Linked DNA regions of Columba livia: region 2 is linked to region 1. A link is a contact called in public Hi-C data. All regions are on one chromosome and are shown on one strand. The core of a region is the stretch at or near the end of the contact, and the rest is flanking DNA. Distances in the headings are between cores, read along the strand shown. Region 1 holds the start of CBLB (Cbl proto-oncogene B). Region 2 overlaps CBLB (Cbl proto-oncogene B).

What was found. A called contact is a pair of places that touch in the nucleus more often than the background predicts.
Region 2: a contact with region 1 is called in a Hi-C map of liver, with 2.0 times the contacts expected there. The contact joins the enhancer-like site here to the promoter of CBLB in region 1. A contact is called at or near these places in 2 of 2 Hi-C or Micro-C datasets (crop and liver).

What each region holds. Positions count from the first base shown.
Region 1 is chr1:70,446,483-70,453,049 of bColLiv1.pat.W.v2, reverse strand. It overlaps CBLB (Cbl proto-oncogene B), which reads right to left and starts at 2,840. Exons shown (of 19, transcript XM_065061376.1): 1 at 2,660-2,840; 2 at 1,465-1,623. The coding sequence starts at 2,815.
Region 2 is chr1:70,533,620-70,540,186 of bColLiv1.pat.W.v2, reverse strand. It overlaps CBLB (Cbl proto-oncogene B), which reads right to left. Exons shown (of 19, transcript XM_065061376.1): 5 at 5,642-5,798; 6 at 1,768-1,889. Among named protein-coding and RNA genes, the nearest start is that of CBLB, 87 kb to the right of the region's middle. Within about 2 kb of position 3,661, at least 1 of the 3 cell types and tissues checked has an H3K27ac peak away from gene starts, as active enhancers do.

The sequences.
Region 1 (6,567 bases), core at 1,591-4,090:
TCAGGGGATGACCTTACCACACAGATTTGTAAATGGCCTGACACGGAGGGAGTTTAAGCTGTACATTCCCCACGTGGTTTCAACAACTATAAACCAGATACCTGGCTTCCAAGCCAAACTTCCTTGTACTTAAGAAGAGTGCCTGCTTCCAAACATTTATACTTCCAGTTCTTATTACAAGATGCTCACTGTCCACAGCATCTTGATCAATAACAGGGAAACGTCAAAGTCTTTGTGATAATAACCATTTCTATCAAGACTGTTTTTTAAATGAATAATCATCAGAAATTATGGGGGAAATAGAGATGCTATTCTTGGAGCATCAGAAAGGAGATCACACAACAACTCTATCAAGTACTTCGAAATTACCATTTGTCAAGGCATATAACATGAAGCAATCTCTATCACGTCAGTATAGCTACTTAGGAACTTTTAGAAATAGTAAACATCTGCATTTTAAAAGAGCCACAAGGCAAAGCAAACAGTTACACTAATTCTTGAAGAATCACTGAGTTAAAAACTCATAACTCTCTTGCCTTACAGACCCAAGACTAACATATAGCATCCCTCACTCCCCAGCAGTTTCAAGAGGAAGCTCTCAAGTATCACCTCATATGCCAAACAGAGTGCCTGCACTTCCTGAACAGTTATCTGTGTCATAATCAAATTATTCCTACCACTGGTAACAACTCTCCTTGATAATCTATCATCATAGAAGCTGTCATTTTGTATAACACTAAACAAAATGTATCAGGCTGGTGCAGAGAACTGTAAGATCTGAAAGACTATGATCTATAGCCCCACTTCCTAAAAATTGAGTTTCAGTACAGTGTATTTCTAGTTTCAAAATGATGAGTAGAAGTACTTAAAAATCACTAAAATGCAGAACAGACGCTTGCAAGTTAGGCATGCCATACTAATCTGTTTACTAAACTGACAAGAGTGACATCCCTCAGTCCCCACGCACATTCCTAAAAGCACAAACCTATCTGTGTTGCCATCATGAGCGTGTCTCACAGGACGATCAGCTTAACTGAAGTTTCATACTTCAGAGGTCTTGTTTGCAGACTAACAATGTGATCCAACACGCAACGCACAGAATATATGTGATTACATGTCTAAGTCAAGCAGCTTTTCGTTAGGGCAGCTCTTCAAGTTTGAGTCATTTTAAAGAATCTGAAAATAACAATAGCCTACGGCAAACACACACATTTGTTTTCTCTCCGCAAACCGAGATTAAAAGAAAAAAAAAACATAGCCAGAGGCCATAGAGAGAAAAAGAAGAAAAACAACCACCAAAACCAAACGGTGCTTAAATTACCTAAAACATAAACCCCCTTACTTCCCGAGGCACACACAGCACAACAGTCAGAGCAGCAGGAAGACGCCGTTTCCCCATGTGTACCCACTTAAATAGCCCCATTCTTCCCTGTACGTGTACACGACCGCACCACAGACACTCACCACTTTGTCCATAAGCTTCCACGTCTTCTCCACAGTTCTCCGGTCAGCAGCTGCCTGCTTGGGGGGGCCCACGGCGTCCTGGATGGCATCAATGAAGCCCAGGATCCGTCCCTTGCGCGGGTTCCGGCCGTTCAAGGAACCGGCCATCTGGGAACCAAGCTGGACAGACAGACACAGGCTCACAAGGGGCCCCAAAACATCTTGTCATAAAAACCCCGCCGCGGCCCGTGAGGTAACAACACCTCCTTCTTCACGGGCAGGAAAGGGCAAGAGCAGGGCATGCTTAGGAACAAGTTTTAACTTTCTCGCGACAAAACTACGTAAACCCACCTGGCCCGAGTTTACACTGGAAAAAGCCATCCCAGATTTACCGTCAACATCAGCACCAACCGGCGGGAGGGGGAATCCACCCACCCACCCACCCCAGGGCCCGGCCCAGCCGGCTCCGCGCCGCTCCCCGGGCCCCGCCGGGCACATGCCCCCATCACCAGACAACAAAAGCGGAAGACGCGCAGCGGCGGGGTAGGAAAGAGGAGACGGGGGGAGTAGAAAAAGCAGCAAAGGCAGCAGGCAGGGATCCGCAAGGCAGGCAAGCGGCCCGGCAGCGGGGTCAGGGGGGCGGGCAGGCACACACCTCGCTCCCGCCGCACGCCGCCGTACAGAGGGCACCCCGCGGCTTTGCGCCCAGAGCGAGAGGAGCCGCCGAGAAAAGCCGGGAGCGGCGGGGAGAGCGGCTAAGAGGCTCCCCAGCCCCCGAGGCGGCCGCTTCCCCGGTCCTCAGCCGAGGGCGGCGGCGGAGCGGAGAGCAGGCAAAGCGTCTGGTCGGACGAGGCTCCCCTCCCTCCGGCGCCGGGGGGCGTCACTGCTCCAGCGGGCAGGGGCAGCGCATCCCGCGCCCCGTCCCGGCCGCCGCGCCGGGGGCGGCCGCTGGCGATGGCCACGCGTGAACGCGGCGCCGGCTGCCCCGCAGGACTCTGCCCTGTGGCGCTGCTGCTGCTGCCGTTCCTGCTGCTGGTGGCGGGCGGCCGCTGCCCCGCAGTGAAGCATGGGGAGCTATTGCCCCGCCGCCCGCATCGCCCTGCCCGCAGCACAGCCCAGCCCGCCCGCTGGGCGGGTATATGCACGCGTGTGTAGAGAGAACGAGAGTGCTACAGAGACATGCAAAAGAGAGCTATAGAGATCTATGCACACGCACGGGTCTGTCTGTGGCACGGCTGGCGGCCCCCGGCAGGCTACGGTCCTCCCTCACTCCTAGAAAGTGAGGCTGGATCCCCGGCAGCTCCGACCCCGCTCCCGGCCCCTCCTCTCCTCGGAACATGCCCACCCCCAGGACAACACTCATCCCGCGCATGCGCGCAGGGGGAGGGCGGGCGAAAGCGCCGAGAAACCAAGCCCCCTTCTTGCAGGCGGGAACCACCGCTTCGGAACAGCCAATCAGAAGAGGAAGCTGTGTTTGTTTGACGTGCCCGCTAGCAAATCAGCGAGGAGCTGGGAACGGGGCGGGGTGGTGGCTGAGAGAAGGCTTCGGAGATGGGGAGGGGGCGGGAAGGAGGGGGGGGGGGTCTGGCAGGGCTGAGAGTGATAGGAAAGCTGTCCAGTGGTTGAGTTTGAAGAGCGGAGAGGCGGAGCTTCCGGTCCCGCCTCCTCACGGCTGCCCACCTTTTTGAGGGGGTGGTTTGAAGCTTCGAGGTTGAGGTGAATGGGTTTGAGGAGACCCTGCGGGAGTCTCTAGCTCTAGACTTCCCGGGGGCTGCAGAAACGGCCAGAGGCCTGTCGCAGTGTGTCTGTCCCTCTGGTGAGGTTGCTGTGCCCCTGTCTGCTGGAGCACTTGGTGGGCGTTAAAAATCAATAGTCGTTATTGCCGCCTTCCTGAGTGTTTTGCCTGTGCACTTCCCCTTCGAGCTTTTGAAAGCTTGTTGTTGTTTTTTGTTTTGTTTTGTTTTGTTTTGTTTTTGTAGCCATAAAGAACAGGAACTTGTTTTTCTTCCGTGTGTCTGGTGGGGACTTACTCGTGGTTCGTTTGTTTTAGGTTTTTTTTTGGGGTGTTTTTTTTTTGGGGGGTGGGGTGTTGAGGTGCTGAGATTTCACATGTTGGAAATGGACTGGAGAGTTGTATGAAGTGGTGAGGGCTATTTAGGCTTACACTGCCCCTCTGAAAGGTGGTGAGGGAATATGTAAACAAGTCATAGATAAAATTGCCCCCTTATGTTGACTTTGATACAAGCACTTTCTGCAGGGGTATGGTAACTAAACTGATTAGTATGGTACACTTCTATTTTGGGGCAAATTTTCCTTTCAAATTTGTGTATTACTTGTGAATGTTGCAAAGGAGTGAGGCTTACCTACATAGGCTACAAGACATTCGAGTTCAGATTCTTTTGAAGATGTTCCAGGGAATAATTATGTTTTGTAAGTGTTAATCTTCTAATTAATTTTCATACAAGGAAACAAATACAAAGCTTAACAACTTTGAAGCTGCTTTCTGAAAGCAATTGTATTAGATACAAGGGTTTAAGTTTTGATTTTCTTAATATCAGCAAGTATGTTTTCTGTAGGTATTTTTAGTGCAGATATCTTTCTGTTGTTTTAAAATGTGTGAAGTTATTCCTCTGGGCACACATACAATAATGAAAGCATATCAATAATGTCCTCTTCAAAGTTCATTGTTCCTCTGTAGCTTTAAAATATGAATTGGCAGGTACTAGCCTTAAGTGGTTTAGAAGCTTCTCATTTCACTGTAGGGTCTGTAAATTATTCTCTTTCCTGTGTTTGAGATGTTGGTTTCGAACTCTTCTGTGGCACCTCTACATACCCGTGTTTTGTTTGGAGCTCAGCTTGCATAAGATTAGGTTGGTAGTGACTTCTCACTCTTTTGCCATCTCATTTGGTTGTGGATAAAGAAGAGGACTTTATTTTATTTTTTTTTTTTTTCTGAAATTGTTAAATCTTTGGTTCTTTTCCTCAATTGTTTTGTTTTCATTGATGTTCTGTCATTCTCTTCATATTCCAAATGCTGCCAAGAGCCCTGATCTGTGAGTTGCACTTGGTAGCTGTCTGGGGCTGAGTCATGTTGTCGTGCAGTTCAGCTGAGTGCAGAGCCAGCAGGAGCGAGCAGCCTGGTTCTCTGCATCCCTCTCTGTGTGTGATGCATTACTAAGTCAATAGCCAGCTCTGTGGGGAAAGTGGATGGCTTTCAAACAGCTTTTTTTAAGTTGCCTGTGCATGTATTCTGGGAATTACCGTCCTCAGAGGGTCATATGAGTGTATGTTGGAAGCAAGTCAGCTGGGAGAAGCAGGTGAAGGAGATACCTGTGGCTTCAGTATCAAGAGTGTTAAACATGGGTCAAGCTTTCACATGCTGTGCAAGGGGTAGAAGAGACAGCATTGCTTTGCGATTTCAAGCATGCAGAGTGAAAGGATGGTTTGACAGAAGACAGCTGAGAGGCAGGGCTGAGAGAAGAGGAGGAAACAGCTGCCATGTGTTTTAAGTTCAAGACATATGCTTGTTTGCAGTGGAGAACATAAGGACTTACCTCGCCCACTCAATCTGTTGGGTGTGTAGGGACAAAAGGCTTCTGAGAGGGTGGTGGCTGAAGGCACTGACCAACTGGAATATTTTCATAGAATCATAGAATGGTTTGGGTTGGAAGGGACCTTGAAGATCATCTAGTTCCAACCCCCCTGCAGTGGGCAGGGACACCTTCCACTAGACCAGGTTGCTCAAAGCCCCATCCAACTTGGCCTTGAACGTTTCCAGGGATGGGGCATCCACAGCTTCTCTGGACAGCCTGTTCCAGTGCTTCACCACCCTCATAATGAAGAATTTCTTCCTTCTATCTGATCTAAATCTACCCTCTTTCAGTTTAAAGCCATTACCCCTTGTCCTATGACTACACACCCCTGTAAAAAGTCTATCTCCAGCTTTTTTTTTTTTTTTTTTGATCCAGGCCAGCAGTATGTTAATGTATAGCCATCCAGAGGGACAGATGAGAGGGTATTCCCACAGCCCAACTTCAGTCTCTCTGACAGCCTAAATTGAGAAGCTAGTCTGCTGTGCATAGGTCCATTGAGAGCACAGGGTGATTCAAAGCAGAAACTTAAGTCAAATACTTTGATTATCTGGGGGAAAGAGCATATTTCAGTTCGGGCTATGTGTGAGGTGCATGGGTAAGTTCGATGTCTAATTAAGGCTCCCAAGTTATGTACATACAATTAAAATACCTCCACAGATCTCTTGCTCAGGCTCTCTGACCAAACATTTTAGTTGTTCTTATACTGAAGAACATGACAATTTGTTTCTGATGCTTTTAAGTGTTTTAATCAGTGTATAAAAATGCTACAGAATGGAAATGAGATAAATCTGAGGTGATAGATTTCAAGAACTCCACATTATGTGAGGCTGATCCTCAACCTAGTAAAGGTACTAAACAGTCATTTAATGATGTCTGGATGACTGCTGTATGGATTTGGTGAAATCCTGTAATGAAAAGGATGGAGTGGAGGTGAATGCAAGTCAGAGTATGATAAGGGAGTCAAGACAGTGTGAAAGAAGCCTTGTTTTGAACTCTTAAATTCCTTTGTATGGTAAGGATTTCAGATCTGAGCATTTTACTGAAAGGCAAAATTGCATGACTTCTTGAAAAGCTCAGCTGCTTGATAGGGAAAAAAGGGATTGAAATTAACAATTACGTTTATCCATTACAGTATTTTCCTATCTGTTAACTGCTTTTGTTGTGGTTTTTGTTTTCTTTGCTGGTGACTCTCATTCCTCTAGAGCTGTTAGTCTTGTGAATGAAACTTTGTTGCTGCTCATGAATGAACTCAACCAAAGCACCATTGACAGTAGTTGGAAGCAAGAGAGATGTTTTGGTTTTCTTTGTTCACCAGCTCTTAAAATATTATTGATTTTTCTGCAGTTAGTGTCTGTGGTTTGGAAGCTGTTTTCATTTGTGTGGGTTTTTTACATGTTTCAAGTGACTTTTTGCCCAAATACTCTGAAACGTGAGAACAATTAAGAGGTCAGATGTAGGTTTTATTTATAGCCACATAAATAAGATAAGGTATTGCCCTCATGGATGGTATACTTTTTTAGAGGTTAATATA
Region 2 (6,567 bases), core at 2,412-4,911, 86 kb before region 1:
ACTACACACACTTAGCCATGACCACAAACCTTTTCAGGAACAGTGTATTATATTATCAAGTCTCCACAACTACAACACATGCCCTTTGTGCATACACAAAAGGAAGGAGAAATATAAAACATATTTAGATGCAAAATAAAAGTGAATGATGAATAATAAGAACCGCTCTACTAGGAATGTTAATTTTGTGTGTACCAGAGGTGGTGAACAGGACAGAACAAATATCTCTTCTACTTCAGAAAACACAAGATAATACCAACCCAACCTGACTTAAATTTAAGTACTTCTGTGTGTTACAGGTGACAGACAGTAGAAGGAAAAGGAAGATTAGAGACAACAGTATCAGGCACATTTAGTTCTTCTTGCTAAAAACTTGAGGCCCTTTAATGTCAGATACCACCTCATATACAAAAACCTCATTCAGAAAAGCATCCCACAGTGAAATACCACAAACTCAATTTTGTATTATAGAGCAGCTTTTCTTAATTATGCATCAATATTTTATTTCCTTCCAAACTGTTTGAAAAGAGAAATCTTAGCCTCCCTGAAGTCTGACATGGCTCTTATGGACTTCAATGGGGCAAACATTTCATTGAAGTAGTAACTATGCATTTGATCAGGATCGTGTAATTTTCCAGGACTGATTAAAGAAGCGATTTCACTTCACATTTCCTCTTTCACATTCCAGCATTTCACCAACACAATTCAAAAAGTAATTTTCTGATAGGCAATAGAAAGTTATCTTAAAACTAACTCTCTATTTACAAGGAACATAATGTGCTGATAGACTTCTCTAAAAAGTTTCAAAATTATGCACTTTTAGCTACGTATACATGTGATCCCACAGCAAAGTTCGACAACTAGATATTAGGGAAAAAAAGCTTCATAAGTGAAAGCTAAAAGTAGCAAAATAATAGTTAACTAATAAAGGATTAAATCCATTAATGAATTTTTACTTCTCCAATCTGAGTGCAGAAAAAAAACCACAGGACAACAGGAGTGGCATAAACAGTAAAAGTTCAGTTAGAATAATTCAGTATGTAATGCACCACATAGAAGATATTTAAAAACTCTACATGTAATAATATTTAATCTGATCGATTCTTTATTTAGATGCAGAGTTTGTGATACAGAATCATTACTGGCAAAGAAAAAAATGAACACATAAGGAATACATAAGCACTGATTAAATTCATAACTTAAGTGTGCTACCATGAAAGATATTGATGGTTTTTATTGTTAAGCAACAATTCAATGCAACTTTTGAAAAGGAAATTATATTTTCAAATATGCTTTTCAAGAATGCATTGATTGTTGTGCCTAATTCAGAAAAAAGGAAAAGCAATGTAATTTCTTTTTTTTTTTCCCCTGTTTATTTGTACTTAGACTTTCATGTGTGCTAGTATGATTTTTTTTTGCTTCATAGCTATAGAGAATTATGGCATAAAAAAAACAGATCATGGTTGCAAAATTCCCATGTCTTAAAATGTAGAAGTTCAACATTTTCTGAACATGGAGTTCTAAACTTTAGCATTAAACTATTTTTAAAAATACATTTTGATAGAAATAAAATCACAAGTATAAAAACCCAAACTACTACTTCTGATTCACTCTGTTACAAAAAAAAAATTAGAAAGGCCAAAAACTTCACACCTTCAGTATTGCATCGAGTGTGTCATGCAATATAGAAGTATGAACCTGGAATAATTATGTACCTTCTGAGACAGCAAGTTTATTTGGAAAGGAACAATCAGCAAAACCTCTCACCTCCCAGGCTTAGTGCTGTATTTTTGCAGCCTCGCTTTCACTTCATCATATGTCAGGAATGCCATATATCCAGGATGTGTCACAGCTAAGAAGTTCCAGTTCCTTAAGATTGAACTCCATGGCTGAAAAGAGAAGACAAACAATTAAACAGATGCAGCCAGGTAACTACATATTTCTAAGAAAACTCAAGTAATTTTGTCAGAAGAGACCTATTATGTTTTAGCTTCGGATGAAAAATACGCACTTTTGGTTAAGGTCTAAATAGTACAAAAGACTGTCCTGTATACCCAGCTGTGCTACAAGGATTCCTTCAAAAGAATTATTCCAAGAACATCAAGTGTAAATTTTTGAATCTCCTATTTGTAGCTGCATAAAATATTAAACATCATGTTTACTTAGAACCTGCAAAATGCAGCTCCAAGATGGCTTAATAAAAACATAATTAAGCCTATCATTGAAAAGTCCTGAGGCACCTTCACAGTAAATGATAGGTAACACTAACAAATGAAGCCTAAGAAAGCCACTAATTTGAGCTGTTGTTCCTTTTCTTATTGTCTACTACTTTATTTCTTCAGTTACCATAATGGTATTACAGCCACAAAACAAAAATATTGACAACACTTAATCACAGTCTTTGCTGACTTGAACAGGAAATGCTTCAGAAAACTCACTGAAATATGCCTGACATGCTATCATTACAAATGATACAGAAGAGGCCTCTACTGTAAATGAAGGATGATTTTTAAGTGGTAGATTAATACAAATACATTAAGTGTTCATTGGTAGCATTTGGAAAGATAGGAAACTGCCTCTGAAAGGAGATTTATGTATTTGTCAAAAGATCAAGGCAGGCGAAGTTAAGCAACACAAGAGGCTTGTGGTCTCACACGGCCTGCAAATTCCCTTTAAAGGATCTTCTAATGGCTAGTACGGCAGAGACAAAACGCCTTTGTAAGTGACACACTTGAGCAGAGTATCCCAACAGTTCTGCCTGAGATTATCAAACATTTCCCAGGCAAACCCTAACCACTACTTAAATGTGGATGAACACCTGTTTGACTCTAGAAATGAACACCTCTTCAGAACAGATGCATGAAACAACGGTAAGGTTTCAGCACAGAGGCCGTTAGAAACCTCAGGTGTTCAAATCTGTACAAAAGAAAGGAGAAAAATGCACAATGCCAGATGCAACACCGCATCTTGCCAGCTCTTATCTGCACCCTCAAAGATGGAGCCAGGAGGCTTCATCACATGAAAAATGGTAGTTGCCCTAACTAGAGACAAAAGGAAGTTGATGCTTTCCCCTTCGCCACACCAGCACTGACACTCCCTTCATAAAACCACGTTCTTCCTCCTGCTGTGTTACTCAAGTGCACGCACAGAAATCAAAAACGGTGATCAAACGCTCAGTATTTTGATGTTTTGTTGGACTGTGGCAATTTAAAGGCTTGCTACAGTACATTATGTAACAAATTCAAGTAGTGTGCAAATTCCTTGGTTAATCGCAACCATCAGTCTCCTAAGTTGACAGTAGATATGCTTGGACTCTCTACAAAGTGTCACACTACTGCTATACCTGGGAAATGATGTGACAGTACAACCGAAAATCAAAGGGATAGAACTCTTAGCTTGCCTTGTGCACAGAGAGTATTACAAAAGCAGGGAAAATGGGAAAAGATTTGTATGATTTCTCTTCTATGGAAACATTTTTGCATAAAAGGGCAGCTTGACATGTTAACAGTGACAGAATGAAGCTCCTTTCCTTCAAAGCATCCACGTATTCTGCCGTGCTAACTTCAACTCCCGCCAGAGAACGCAGCACTTAGAGCTGTGCTGCACACGGTGGGGAGGCAGGGGGAGCAAATTCACTTTTACAGGATCTCCACAAACAGCAGCCTTGCTTTCCTCTGTGAATAAGCATCACCATAAACGTAGCTTTTCTGTAACACAACCCACAGTTGGCAAAACAGTATTTTGATTACCTAAACAACTGGGATTTTCTCTCCGTGGGTGTATGCACACATCATTACAGAAGCTGTTTAAAAACTAGAGAAGTAAAATGCAACCTCTGGGAGAGGTTCTCAGACTAAGTTCAGTGCAAGTTCAACAGTTACACAGCTACTGCACCAGCTGGTAGTCTGTCTGGCAAAAATCCTCTCTCTGCTTCTTTGTTAAATTAAAAGTTAATCCTAACCAGTCTTCTCTCCTTACATATATCAATACTGCTGATTCCCTTTCTCTAGCACCAGGCACGGTAATGAATCAAACCAGCAATGGCCTCACAAAGAAACTAATGCAAACATATTCACTGGCTTACAGAACAAGGAAAATAAATCTCATTTGAGGCTTCTGTCCTGAAGTTTAATGCAATCTGTGAGATCCCACACAGGGTCAGAACAAACTGTTACTTCTCAGATCACTGGCTTCTCATTTAATTTTCTATTTGATGTACCGACTGAAAAAACGAAACAACAAACCACACACGCTCAAATCCTGTTATTATTTGTAAGCAGAATGCTTATAGGAAAGAATGTCCTACAGAAAGGAACCTTAAATGCATTTCATACTGATGTATGTTGCAGCCAATGGGCCTCAGACATTCTGCAGTCAAGATCAAGATTTGGGTTTGATTACTAACCTGAACACCATAGTAGTTTGCTAAACACTAAATAAAAAGGAAGAAACTTGGGCAGGACTTGATGTTCAGACAGGAATGCTTGATCATATGAAGCTCCACATAAAGGGCAAAGCTTAGGAGGATTTTGCTAAAGCAGCATAAAGTACAGTGATCTATGTTCTCTCGTTTATTATTTCACCAAATAGAACCCCCAAAGTTTTGTTCAAACCTCCATAACCTGTATGTGTGACCAATGTTTGTGGTTAAATTTAACAGAGAGATTACTTACACCATAACATTTTCAACTTTGATAGTTTTGACTCAGAATGGAGAAGAGATGATTAAAATCAAAATGGTGTACACTAAAACCATTAATCATCTCCTGCCAAATCTTGATATCAACTTGGTAATGGCATCCTTTCCCATAACAGCAAAACCAAGAAAGCTAAACAAAGATTATCACAGAATGACATGGAAGACGGAACAGTAACTCCTTGTCTGTCTTAAACTGGGAGGCCCAGAGCTAGACACAGTACTCCAGATGCGGCCTCACCAGGGCAGAGCAGAGGAGGAGGAAAACATCCCTCGACCTGCTGGCCACAATTTTAATAGAGATGCAGAACAGCACCACCTTCTGTATTGGTTAAAATACTTCTAGTATGCTCTGCAGAACGGACACAAGGTTAACAGAGGCATGTAACATACATGCGAGCTTACTTCAGGTAAATATTACCTATTAACAGTAATACACTCGATGCTATTCCCAAAGATAGTCCCTTGTAAATAAACAGCAGAGCATTAATGGCAAAAATATGTTCATAAAGAGTTAAGCTTGCATTTAGCCTAAAAAGTCACATGTAACTTTCCTTATGTGTTTGCAGAAACACTTCATATTGGTATATATAGATACAAAAGCACAATGAAAACACAAGTACCTGAAGGCCTACATTTTTAAGAACGCACTTAGGATTAGTAAAAAGTAAGTAAGCAGCAAACACAAAGATACCGTAATCACACTAAATATGTGCAGAAATGAAGCAGGAGTTACTGGATGTTTTCAGTTTTTCAGATGGAGGTGTTGATTCAGAGTCAGGTGACTCTGACGGACAAAAAACAAAGCACAATTTATTTCTGAATTCCAGTGTTTCAGTTATTTCAGTTTTTCCAAAATATCCGCTTCCTTGACCCACAGGTAGGCATCTCAGGGCACTAAGCTTCTAAAAATTCATATAAGCATCTAAAATTTTCAAACCTTACCTGAAATAATCTAGTGAAGATATCAAATTCAAAAATCGAAATGTAGTCATTGCAGGTCAAGTCAATAGTAGATTTCAGAGCCATTGCTTCCAAACCAGAGCTTATCTGATGAACTTCATGAAGGCACTGCCTGAACACTTTCCATGGCACTATAGTTCTGTGAGAGGGGTAGAAATAATAAATATAATAAAACTACATATTTAAGATTTTATACCTTATTTAGACGTTAGAACTGGACTTCTTTTAAAGAAGTGGAACATTAATTTGGTTTCTTTACAGAAAAAAAAAACAAACAACAAACAAGTTTTTTGAAAGCAGCCTAAGCAAACATGGTTTACCTTCTTTTAAACACAGTCAAAAAAGTGCCATTTATTTTACCATGATAAATACCAAACTTCCTTCAGAGGACAACGAAAAGAACACTGCAGAAACAGAAATGTCCTACCAAGCAGGTGTAGAAACCAAGCTCACACCCTCTCAACGATAATGTGAAGCACCAGCTCTGTTTGGTAAAGAACTCCTTTCTTTGCAGCCTCTCTTGTCAGAATGATAAGCATCAATTTAGTATCTACTGTGATAACTTTTTTTTATAGCTAAAGCTCAAACACTGGTCAAGTAACCTGACAGCACCAACCAGCTATCACTGATACTGGTCCAAGGACAGTTGCATGCATATTAGAAGACATGTATTCTCAGATTGTCACCTTCATACATTCTTGCAGAACGGGGAGTATTTCCAGACAGTAGCGAATGTGGGAAAAGGTGGAAAATCACGATAGAAGGAAATTAAAATTATCCTCTCTAAGACAAAGCCATATTCTGTCAAATTCAGTTCTTACTTGCACAAAGATAATGCAGATTAGTTATTTTGCCAGCCAAGTTCTTGTATTTGGAACCTGACACGAGGCCATCACTTGAAAGTGCTC